3 separate regions of the Mus musculus genome follow, and all the other regions are linked to region 2. The links are chromatin contacts, called in public Hi-C and promoter capture Hi-C maps. All regions are on one chromosome and are shown on one strand. Each heading gives the region's core, a stretch centred on a gene start, on an enhancer-like site or on the middle of the called end of the contact. The rest is flanking DNA. Distances are from core to core; before and after follow the strand shown.

Evidence for each region. Promoter capture Hi-C pulls out the DNA fragments that hold promoters and counts their contacts. Hi-C and Micro-C count contacts between places; a contact is called where the count stands out from the background.
Region 1: a Hi-C map of B cells shows a contact between it and region 2, with 23 read pairs. The contact joins the promoter of Rogdi here to the promoter of Vasn in region 2. A contact is called at or near these places in 4 of 39 promoter capture datasets (the C10 cell line, cranial neural crest, liver and 1 more), 2 of 484 Hi-C or Micro-C datasets (B cells and large pre-B cells) and 1 of 9 other capture datasets (liver).
Region 3: a promoter capture Hi-C map of frontonasal cranial neural crest shows a contact between it and region 2. The contact joins the enhancer-like site here to the promoter of Vasn in region 2. A contact is called at or near these places in 2 of 39 promoter capture datasets (cranial neural crest and frontonasal cranial neural crest).

What each region holds. Positions count from the first base shown.
Region 1 is chr16:5,011,841-5,015,259 of GRCm38.p6, reverse strand. Rogdi (rogdi homolog) reads left to right here and starts at 1,707. Exons shown (of 11, transcript NM_133185.2): 1 at 1,707-1,797; 2 at 1,886-1,957; 3 at 2,751-2,833; 4 at 2,965-3,019. The coding sequence starts at 1,753. It overlaps Glyr1 (glyoxylate reductase 1 homolog (Arabidopsis)), which reads left to right. Exons shown (of 16, transcript NM_001079814.1): 16 at 1-1,358.
Region 2 is chr16:4,638,005-4,641,222 of GRCm38.p6, reverse strand. Vasn (vasorin) reads right to left here and starts at 1,278. Exons shown (of 2, transcript NM_139307.3): 1 at 1,075-1,278. The region is part of intron 9 of Coro7 (coronin 7); the gene reads left to right.
Region 3 is chr16:4,272,261-4,275,643 of GRCm38.p6, reverse strand. It overlaps Gm36359 (a long non-coding RNA gene), which reads left to right. Exons shown (of 4, transcript XR_875865.2): 2 at 1,530-1,807. Among named protein-coding and RNA genes, the nearest start is that of Gm36359, 10 kb to the left of the region's middle. Within about 2 kb of position 1,578, at least 85 of the 459 cell types and tissues checked have an H3K27ac peak or open chromatin away from gene starts, as enhancers often do.

The DNA of each region.
Region 1 (3,419 bases), core at 458-2,957, 370 kb before region 2:
TGTTCCTCTGTGTTCTCTGTCTCTGTCACACACACACCCAGGATAGAAGCTACCCAGAAACTGCTGCCTGGCTGTTCTTGCAAGCTTAGCCCCCTTCTGGTCAAGAGACTGGAGGGACTAGAATTGACAGGGAGCACTGGAAGCTTTCAACTTCCCCAGGACAGAGACTGGCCCCCACTGGGCCCCTGAAAGGAGAGGCCCCTCAGCCATCATGAACCAACAGATTCCCTGAGGAGGCTCTGTGGATCACCAGCTGAGGAGGATTTTCCTGTAGACACTACCATTACACCGCAGCTCCCAGAGTGTCTCTGTGAACTGAAGAGAGACCAGCATAGCCACATAGACCCCTCTTCAGGGGGAGCAGAGTCTACAGTCTTCTGTCCTGAGCCTGTTCCTCCCAGGAGGTTTCATTTGGATTTGCATTCCAGCCCAAGGGAAGGGGCCGTAAGGGCCTTGGGAGCAGTGAAGTGTATGGGCGGCTCCTTCCTGTTTCCATTACGCCAGGCTCTTGAGCTGGGCTACCTGTTCAGCCTGCTCTACACAGGTCCCCTGCATGTCCCTCTTCCCCTTTTCCTTCCATGGAGATATTTCTGTCCCATCCTCTTTTGACCCAGCCCCAGCCTGATCAACACCAATAATAAGCATTTCCTAGATGAGCATTTCCTAGGCTGGGCTTTTGATGAGGAACCTTACTTCTGCCAGTGGTTCCAAGTTCTGGGTTTTTTGGGACTTGAAGCATTTCTCCTTGAAGAGGGGACCAGAGAGGCTTAGAATGTCACACGAGAGGAATCACCCGAGGAAGCCTTCCTCCTCATGAGTTTGGATTTTCAAAGCCACGATTTAACTTTTCCATCTGGGATAAGGATCTCAGGACATGGGCACGGGGCAGGGGATGCTTGTGGAGTTCAGTGCAATTGTCCATTCACTGGGATGCTGAACAGTTTCTGTCTGGACACAGCCTGTCTTGGTCCTGGGGGCTGGGGGTGGGGAAGATGCTGTAAGAAAACCGGTTAGTCAATGTTGTCTTAATATTGTTGACAATTCTGTAAAGTTCCTTTTTATGACTATTTCTGTTTAAGCTATTTCACCTTTCATTTTGAAACCCTTTCCTTTTATGGAGAAAATGTGACACTGTGGAAATGCTTGTAAGAAAGCCCCTACTCCCGCTTTTCCTTGAAATGACAGATCTAGGTGATTACGGTTGTGAATTTTTATTTTCACTTTGTTTTTAATGAACATTTGTCTTTCAGAATAGGATTGTGTGATAATGTTTAAATGGCAAAAAAACAAAACATGATTTTGTGCAATTAACAAAGCTACTGCAAGAAAAAAAAATAAAACATTTCTTGGTACCATAACTGTATCATTGTACCCAAATGCTAGGGGGACCTAGGTAGGAGCCAACTCACCTGATTCTTTCCCGGTGGAACCCTGGGCGGGCTCCATCTAGCCGGACAATACTGGAATAACTTGATGGACGGCCCCGCCGACCAATCAGTGGTGGCCAAAGCCCGGGTCCCTGCTGAAAAACAGGGATTGAGGCGGGCGGATAGAAGGCGAGGCGTGGCCTATCCGTCTAGCCACTCACCAGCCAGGACTAGAAGCTACAGCCAGTCGCTTGAGGCGTAGCCGGCTTGAGGGCGGAGCTTGTGCCCTATTTGCCAATCGGTCACGGGAGGAGGCGAAAAAGGGGCGGGCGTTGCGCGCCAAGCTCCTGACTACAGACCTCAGAGACGGTGCGCGGCTAGGAGGATGGCGACCGCGATGGCTGCGAGCGCCGCGGAGCGGGCAGTACTGGTGGGACGCGCTCGGCGGGCAGGGGGCGGCGGGCGGCCAGCCGACCGGCGGCGGGGATGGGATGGGTTTGACGCCGCGCTGTCCGCAGGAGGAGGAGTTTCGCTGGTTACTGCACGCTGAGGTGCACGCCGTGCTGAGACAGCTGCAGGACATCCTCAAGGTAACGCTCCCGCTGGTCCCGCCCGGCCTGCCATCCTTCCTATCCACCGGGTCCTGCCAATCGCACACAGCAGATGCTGAGCGTGACCCGTGCAGATACCCACTTCTGAGAGTACAGTTCAGACGCAGACATGCTGGCATGTAATTACACAAGCAGTGGGCACCAGGTCTTGAGTGTGAACTATCTTCGAAACTGACATTTATCTGTGAGCAAGCAGGGTAGTGGTGAAAGCTTGTGATTTCAGCACTCGGAAGAGTGAGGCTAGAGGTTCATGAGTTAGAAGCCAGCCTTAGGCTCCATTGTGAAACACTGTCTCAAACAAAACAGTCTCAAAACAACACTGATAATCCGAGCTCTGAAGTGATCTCAGCCAAGTTACCCGGATTTCTGAGCCTGTTCCCTTACCCTAACCAGGCTCACACGTCTGTTTGTGAAGATAAATAAACTATCTCACAGAATGCCTAGGACAGTAACCTAGCAAAGCCTGTTACTGTGACTACTGATTGTCTGATTCGGGGACTCTGCTCCCCACACATATCACAGCACTCCAGCTTTCTAGGCACTGTGCCTCTCTGTTCTGTGTTCCACCTGGCTGCTCATGATATACTCAGGACTGGAATGAACGGGTCTGAGCTCATAAAATCTTGGAGGTTTAGTAGGGCAGAGGCAGAGGGGCCAGGTCAGGCCTGCCCTCCTCGTCCCTTCCCCTGCTAACCTGGCAAAGTATCCAGGCCTTGGAATGGAACACTGGCCAGACTGAGGTGAGGTGTTGGGACTGCGCTGTCTTCCACAGGAGGCCTCTCTCCGCTTCACTCTCCCAGGCCCCAGCACCGAGGGCCCTGCCAAGCAGGAGAACTTCATCCTGGGCAGCTGTGGGTGAGCTGGGTTGGGCAGGAGCCTTTGGAAGGGGTGTACACCTGGGGGGAGGAAATGCCCAGGGTACGGTGGGGCAGCCTGCAAGGGGAGGGAGCAGTAGCAGGCGCTCCTCTGACTCGTGTGTGTTACAGCACAGACCAGGTGAAAGGGACTCTGACTCTGCAAGGGGATGCCCTCAGCCAAGCGGTGAGTCCCCCAACAGTCCAGCTGGTGACAAGGATGGTGATGGCTTAGCTCTGCCACCAGCTAGCTCTGTGACCCTGGCTCTGACCCTTGTTGTCTCTGACCTGTTTCCTTGTATGTCTGTAATGTCACAGGCAACCCTCACACTACCTCATGAGATAGGCTTTAGATCCCAGGAGGGGAAGGACAAGAACCTGATGGCATTACACTTAGTTCAGCCTGGCATCTGGACCCTGTGAAATACAAACTTTGGAAGCCTAGGCAGGCTGGCCCCGCATCAAAGTTGAATGAGCCACCACCCTCTGATCTAAGGCCTCAAAGGCCCTGGGGGACAGCCCGTCCCCACGGTTCAGACTACACCACTACCTCCTGTCCAGCTCTTCCCCTTTCTCAGCTTCTCTCG
Region 2 (3,218 bases), core at 29-2,528:
GCCTGCTCCAGCTCATGCTAACAGCTGGGTCCATACTGGCCTTCACTGCCCATACCAATGTAGCCCCTCACAAGGCTCCAGCCCACCCACATCTCTGCTTTCCCAGCAGCCTAGGGGGAAGGGACCTTTTACCTTTTAGCCAGACCCTCTCCCCTAGGAACTCTTGACCCAGATAGGGAAGAAGGCTCTCTTGGTGCCTCTTCCTGGAGCATCACCTACTATTAATGCAAAAAACAAGCAAGGGAACTCCTGAGCCTTGGGTTTCTTCTACTGCAGAGGCTGCTTCTGGGATCCAATAGAAGCAGTCAATGACCCTGGTGTGGTAATCGTTAACGAATGGGGGTGAGGTAGTGTGGTTGGCACCAATCAGCTGGCCTGCCTGTGACCACAAGGAACCTAAGCAGTCCTCTGGCCCCAGAGCTGCAAGCTGGGGAACACAAAGGACTAGACTGGCTATAGGCCATTGGGTCTGCAGCCCAAGCAAAGCCCATTACTGGTAGAGATGAGATGCGCTGATACTGGAGCACTAAAGATTATGGTTAGCCAAAGTTCATCCCTCACCTGGGGGTACACCTATCAATCTCCCCATTCCCGGTCCTCTCCAGGCTTGCCTGTGTATTCGTGGCTTCTGCCATGTGTGACAAGGCCCAGAGGATCCCAAGCAACCATTCTGCACAAGGGCACCAGACTGTCTGACCCCCGTGAGGGAAAAGTAACCAGACTACGGCTGGGCCATCCCCTAAAAGAGGGTTGATTCATAAAACTGGTCACGCCAGAGGGCCCAGTCGTGGGAGGAGGAAGCAAGGGAGGGGGTGTTTATTTTGTCTACTCAGAGCCTCACGGGTAGGTTAGCCATGTACAAACGCACGCCCTGGCTCTCCCGAGGGTCAACGGAGGCCCCTGAACCCACTCAGGAAGGGGGGTGCAACTGGACGTTCCCGCCCAGGTAACCGCCCGAGGCGGGGATAAGCCCCTCGCTCCGGCAGTCGCAGTCCCACTGGAGAATGTGCTAGTGTGCTGTTCCAGTGTGATCAGCTCCGCCTGTCGCCCCCACCCTCGCCCCTAGACACTCACCAGGAGACGACTGCGGCTGAAGGAGCCAGGCGGTGCGGTCCAAGGCCTCAGTGGGGCCTCAGTCCTTCACCTCTGGCCGGTCCTGAGAGGTCCGGGGTCCCGGGATCCAGAGGCTGCTGCGTCCCGTCCCGGGCTGGGGTTTCCCAGCCCCGGTCTCTGGCTCCGGCTCCAGACTCGAAGTTGACTCGTAAGAGGCTGGTCTCTGCTTAAGATGTAGGAGTGGGTGGGACCGTCTGTACCGAGGGCGGGGCTTCCTCCAATTGGCTGAGGCGGGGTTTGACCAAGCCTATACACACCCACCTCCTCTGAATGGGTCATTGCACTAAGCAGGCCTAGTCTGCACCTAGATATACCTCCAGATCCCAGTGAGGAGTGATTTTATTAGGCTGGCTTAAGTCTATCTTTTGCTGTGTGACATTTGGACAGGCTCCTGCTTTTTAACTGAAAAATATCTGGTGACACAAATTCAAGAAGTGGACATTAGGGTCAGTAAAGAGCTGGAGAAGCAGAGGTAGATTGTAGGGGCCAGCAGGGATGATGGCTGAGTCCCCATGACCAACCCAGTCTGCCAAAACTGAGGATTTTTCATACAAATCTAGATTTTTTAGGCGTAATCTCACAATGTGTTTTTGTTGTTAGCTAATTCCAATTTCAAAAGCTAGAAAGGCCACATGAAGTGGTTCCAAGAGCCTCTTATATAAAATCTCTTAATGCTGGACTTGAGATCTTTGTAGCCATGACAGCATCCCTGGTCACCTTCCCCAGCTCTAAATGAGAGACTGGGACCTAGGAGCATATGTCAGCTCAAGCCCCTCAGTTACTGAAAGCTTCAAGACTAGAATATGCCTGGGATGGGAGGCAGGATTGGGGACGTCATCAGCAGTAGGAGGGACCTAGGTGTTTGTTGACAGCAGCCCTTGATTAAGCAGGAGGGTGCTGTGCCAGGGGCTGGTTCAGAAAAAATCCCCTGCCTTGTAGGATTCCAGGAAAATGGTCATCCTCTCCACCCCACCCCACCCCCATGGTTTGTGGTTAGAGTCAGGCCTCAGGGCCTTTGGGGACCCAACTCAGCTCCTGGATTTCACCATCATATCCCTTTCCCGCCGGGTCTGTATTGAAGGCCTTGTCTGGGTCACACTATCTGGAGGCTTATCTGGCCTCAGCTGGTACTTGTGTTGTAAAGGCAGGGCATCCACACCCCCACAATTGGGGGCAGGACTGACCCCAGGTGTTTCATTTGGCCTGTGTGGCAGGTTTGAAAGTTGGATGTCATTTCCAGAATTGAAAATTTGGGTGATTTCACATGACAATTAGTTTTCCGAGCTTGTCTTAAACAGGACGTCTTTGAAGGCTGGGTGGCAACTGTCCCCAGATTCACCAATCTTCTGGATGGCAGGCTCCTCAAGCCCCGAGTGTTGTAAGTCAGGTCTGTCATCCCAGCTGCTCTGAAGACTGAGGCAGGAGGATCACAAATTCAAGGTCAGCCTGAATAACTCCTTAAGACCTTTTTCAAAATAAAACTCTGAAGGTTTAACTCAGTGGTAGAGCACTTGAGATAAATAAGGCCCTAGATCAATATCCAGTACCAGCAAAACAGAGGGAATACACAAGTGCTCTGTGACTTCCAGTCAGACTGTCCCAAGCCACTTCCCATGAACCATGAGGCCTCTGAGGCCCCATCCTCCTAGAACTCACAGCTTCCAGTATATCCCATCTTGTCCAGTCTCTCATTGCTCTCCAGGTACCACCCAGGTCCCCACAAGGGAAGAGAGTGTGGGATGCTTTTGGCCCAGCCTGGATGGCAGTGACAGATCTATGGGATATATGGCATGAATGGAGGGGATAGCGGAGATGTTCAAGAGCTGCTGTCCCCCAGCAACACTATCCCTGTTCTTTCTTTCTTTCTTTTTTTTTTTAAGATTTATTTATTTATTATATGTGAGTACACTGTAGCTGTCTTCAGACACTCCAGAAGAGGGCATCAGATATCGTTACGGGATGGTTGTGAGCCACCATGTGGTTGCTGGGATTTGAACTCTGGACCTTCGGAAGAGCAGTCGGGTGCTCTTACCCACTGAGCCATCTCACCAGCCCCCCTGTTCTTTCACAGTATCATCACAGGGCACTTGGCAGGCTCATGACAT
Region 3 (3,383 bases), core at 329-2,828, 370 kb after region 2:
AAAAATAAATCTTTTCTTAAAAAGAAAAGAGTGGTCTTGCAGTGGTGGCATTTGGGAGACAGAGTGGGGTAGATATCTGAGCTCAAAGCCAGCTTGGCTACATAGTTCCATGACAGCCAAGGCTACACAGAGAAAACCCTGATTCATAAAGCAAAAGCAAAAGAAGAAAGAAAAGAGTAAATCAGGAAGCTCTAGCTCAGTGGGGAAGAGGCTATGTGTTTATCCATCAGGGAGAATTGCACGCGCCCCTCTCCCTCCCTTCCTCTCTCACCGCATTCTAAGCTATTCTGACTTACTATATAACCAAGGATGTTCTTCACCTCCTGCCCTCTCGATGGGACTCCATCCATGGGCCACACACAATGCCTGATTTATGCAGTGCTGGAGATCAAACCCTAGCCTTCTTGCATGCTAGACACTCTACTAACTGAGTCACAACCCCATCCCCACATCTGCTCCTTAAATAGTATCCTGTCGGTGGGAGGGGTCACTTTTCAACCTGGTGACCCCTCCCTGTGTAACTGGAAACTAGCAGCAGCACCCTGTCTCTTCTCATCTGGAGATATGTCAACTGGCAGCCAGTAGATCAGGGCCATAATGCCCTTTCTGAAAATAGGAGGGCTGGAGAGATGGCTCAGTGGTTAAGAGCACTGGCTGCTTTTCCTGAATTCAATTCCCAGCAACCACATGTGGCCCACAACCATCTGTAATGGGATTGATGCCCTCTTCTGGTGTGTCTGAAGACAGCTACAGTGTACTTGCACACATTAAATAAATAAATATTTAAGATAAAAAAAAGAAAAGAAGAGGTCTTATTTAATAAATTCTTAAAGCTGGGAGGGATTTGAGAGTAAGCATCAAAATCCAGGAAGTTATCTATATACATATACATATACATATACATATACATATACATATACATATACATATACATATACATATACAGGTTTAAATTTACTGAATCATTTTTGCTAGGAAGCTTCTTCCCCCAACCAAATTTGTTGCTTTTTTATGCTATTGTGAGGCATTTGTTTTAATTTCATGGTTTTCAAAAGTTTACAGTTTTACAAAATTGGATGTTGATGAAATCCATTAGAGTGTTCATTGTCTGGTGAATTTGACATCCATCTGTCTTGCGTATGTTTCCACTGGTGGCTTTCAATGGTCTTGACATGTATCGGACATACACCGACCTATTAAACACACATATAAACACTCATGCATTGAGACCCAGCTGGGTCATAAAGTATGGCTGTCTCTGACGTGGATTCAGTTTTGCACAAAGGGAGTCTGGTGTCTCTACAGAAAAGCGCACACACTGGGGTGCTCTGGGGCGCTGGTTTAAAAGGGGTCCCTTCCAGCTCAGCAACTCTCCCTTTGCTTCTCTCTACTCACCACCCTTACGTTTGCAATAAACCTGACAAAAACTTCCAGAAGGAAACTAAGAACACTCACATTGGAAGGAAATGTTGGCAGGCAGCCAGAGACTGAAAGTACACTAGCTAATTTTGCTCTTGTTTCTCTGCCAGTAACTCCTTGGCCTCCGCATACCCAGCACAGGCCGGCCCCAAAGACAATTCTGATCATGTCGAAAACTCTTGGCTCTGAAGCCGATGAATCATGGCAACTTGAGCTTCCTCTCCTCTGGATGGACCAAGTGTTTCTCCTCACAGAATCTGTCAGCCCTGGTGATGGGACAGTGAAGACTTTCCGAGGGTGATAAAGCCACTCAGCTTGCTTGTCACACAGAGGGTGGGACCAGCAAAAGAGGTCCACTTCAGCTGCTGTCCCTCATTTCCAGATAGAGGTGACCCTTCATTTTACTACAGAGAGGGAAGGAGGAGGAAGGGAGGGGGAGGGAGGGAGGAGAGGGGAAGAGGGAATGGAGGCTTGAGGCCTGTGGTACTCGCCTGAGGAAGCTGAGACAGAAGAACCTTCAAGTTTGATAATAGCCTGGGCCACAGGATGAGACCCTGTCCAAAAAAGGGAAGAAAAACATGCAGGAAATGAAGACTGGAGGGAGGAAGGGAAGCAAGAAGGCAGCCTCTCGACTCCTGTGTACATGGAAGCTAATTTGCAAATACATCCTCTAGTCTGCATCTTCTGAATACAACTCCGGCCTCAGGTGTCTCCTCCACTCACTCTGCAGTCCAGAGCTTTACCCCCAGCTCAAGGAGCAGGCTGCTCCGTGCCATTATTTATCTTCTGAGTCTGTGGTGCTTGGGATAGATCCCAGGGCCTCCTGATGCTAAGCAAGTTCTCCAGCACTGAAATGGTACAGTCCGAGCACACAGCCCAACACCCAGGCAGAGGTTAAGCTAATCCTATGGCGTGCTGGGGTCTGACCCAGTCCATCCACAGTCGGCAAGGCAACCCAGAACATGCTGGGTACAGGTGGAACCTTTTGGATTTCTTAAACGAGGAACAAAGGACCTAAAGTGATTTAGGAAATAAGAGTTGAGGGTCCTTCTCCCAAGAATGTTTTTATGGGGTTGGGAAGGAGGTTGGGATAGGTTAAATACCAGCATGTGAGCCCTGAGGAGACAGGCAGTCCTGCAGGGGAGCCAGCAATGGCTGTAAGGCTATCCCAGAGGAAGGCTGCTGGCCTCTTTAGCCAGAGGCCTAGGTGACCCAAAGAGGCCAGAACCACCATCCCAACAAGATTCAAAGCCTTATGAATTTTCTGGGAAGGCAGAGGGTCTTGTTCCATGCAAAGAGCAGAGCCAGGGTACCCCAGGCCTGGAATGTGTCTAGAGATAAATGTTTGGAGCTGTGCTGGATAGTGTTATGTCAAATTAACACAGCTAAAGTCATCTCAGAGGAGGGAACCTCAATTTAAAAAAAAAAGTCTTCATAAAATCTCATTGTAGTAAGCCTGTAATTTCTTAATTAAAGATTGACTTAGTTTGGGTTTTATTGCTGTGAACAGACACCATGATCAAGGCAACTCTTATATAGGCAAACATTTCATTGGGACTGGCTTGCAGGTTTAGAGGTTCAGTCCATTATCAAGGCAGGAAGCGTGGCATCGTCCAGGCAGGCGTGGTGCATGGACCTGAGAGTTCTACATCTTGATCTGAAGGCAGCCAGAAGGAGACTGTCTTCTGTAGGTAGCCAGAAGGGGGAACACTCTTCCACCCTGCAGAGAGCTTGCAGAGAGCACCACCCCTACAGTGATGAACTTCCTCCAACAAGGCCACACCTCCCAGTAGTGCCACTCCCTGGTCCAAGCATTCAAACCACCACAGTGATTATGGGTGGTGCTGTCCCTGGGCTGGTGGTCCTGGGTTTGACAAGAAAGCAATTTGAGTAAGCCATGAGGAACAAAGCAGTAAGCAACATCCCTCCATCCTTTGCATCAGCTTCTGCCTCTAGGTTCCTGT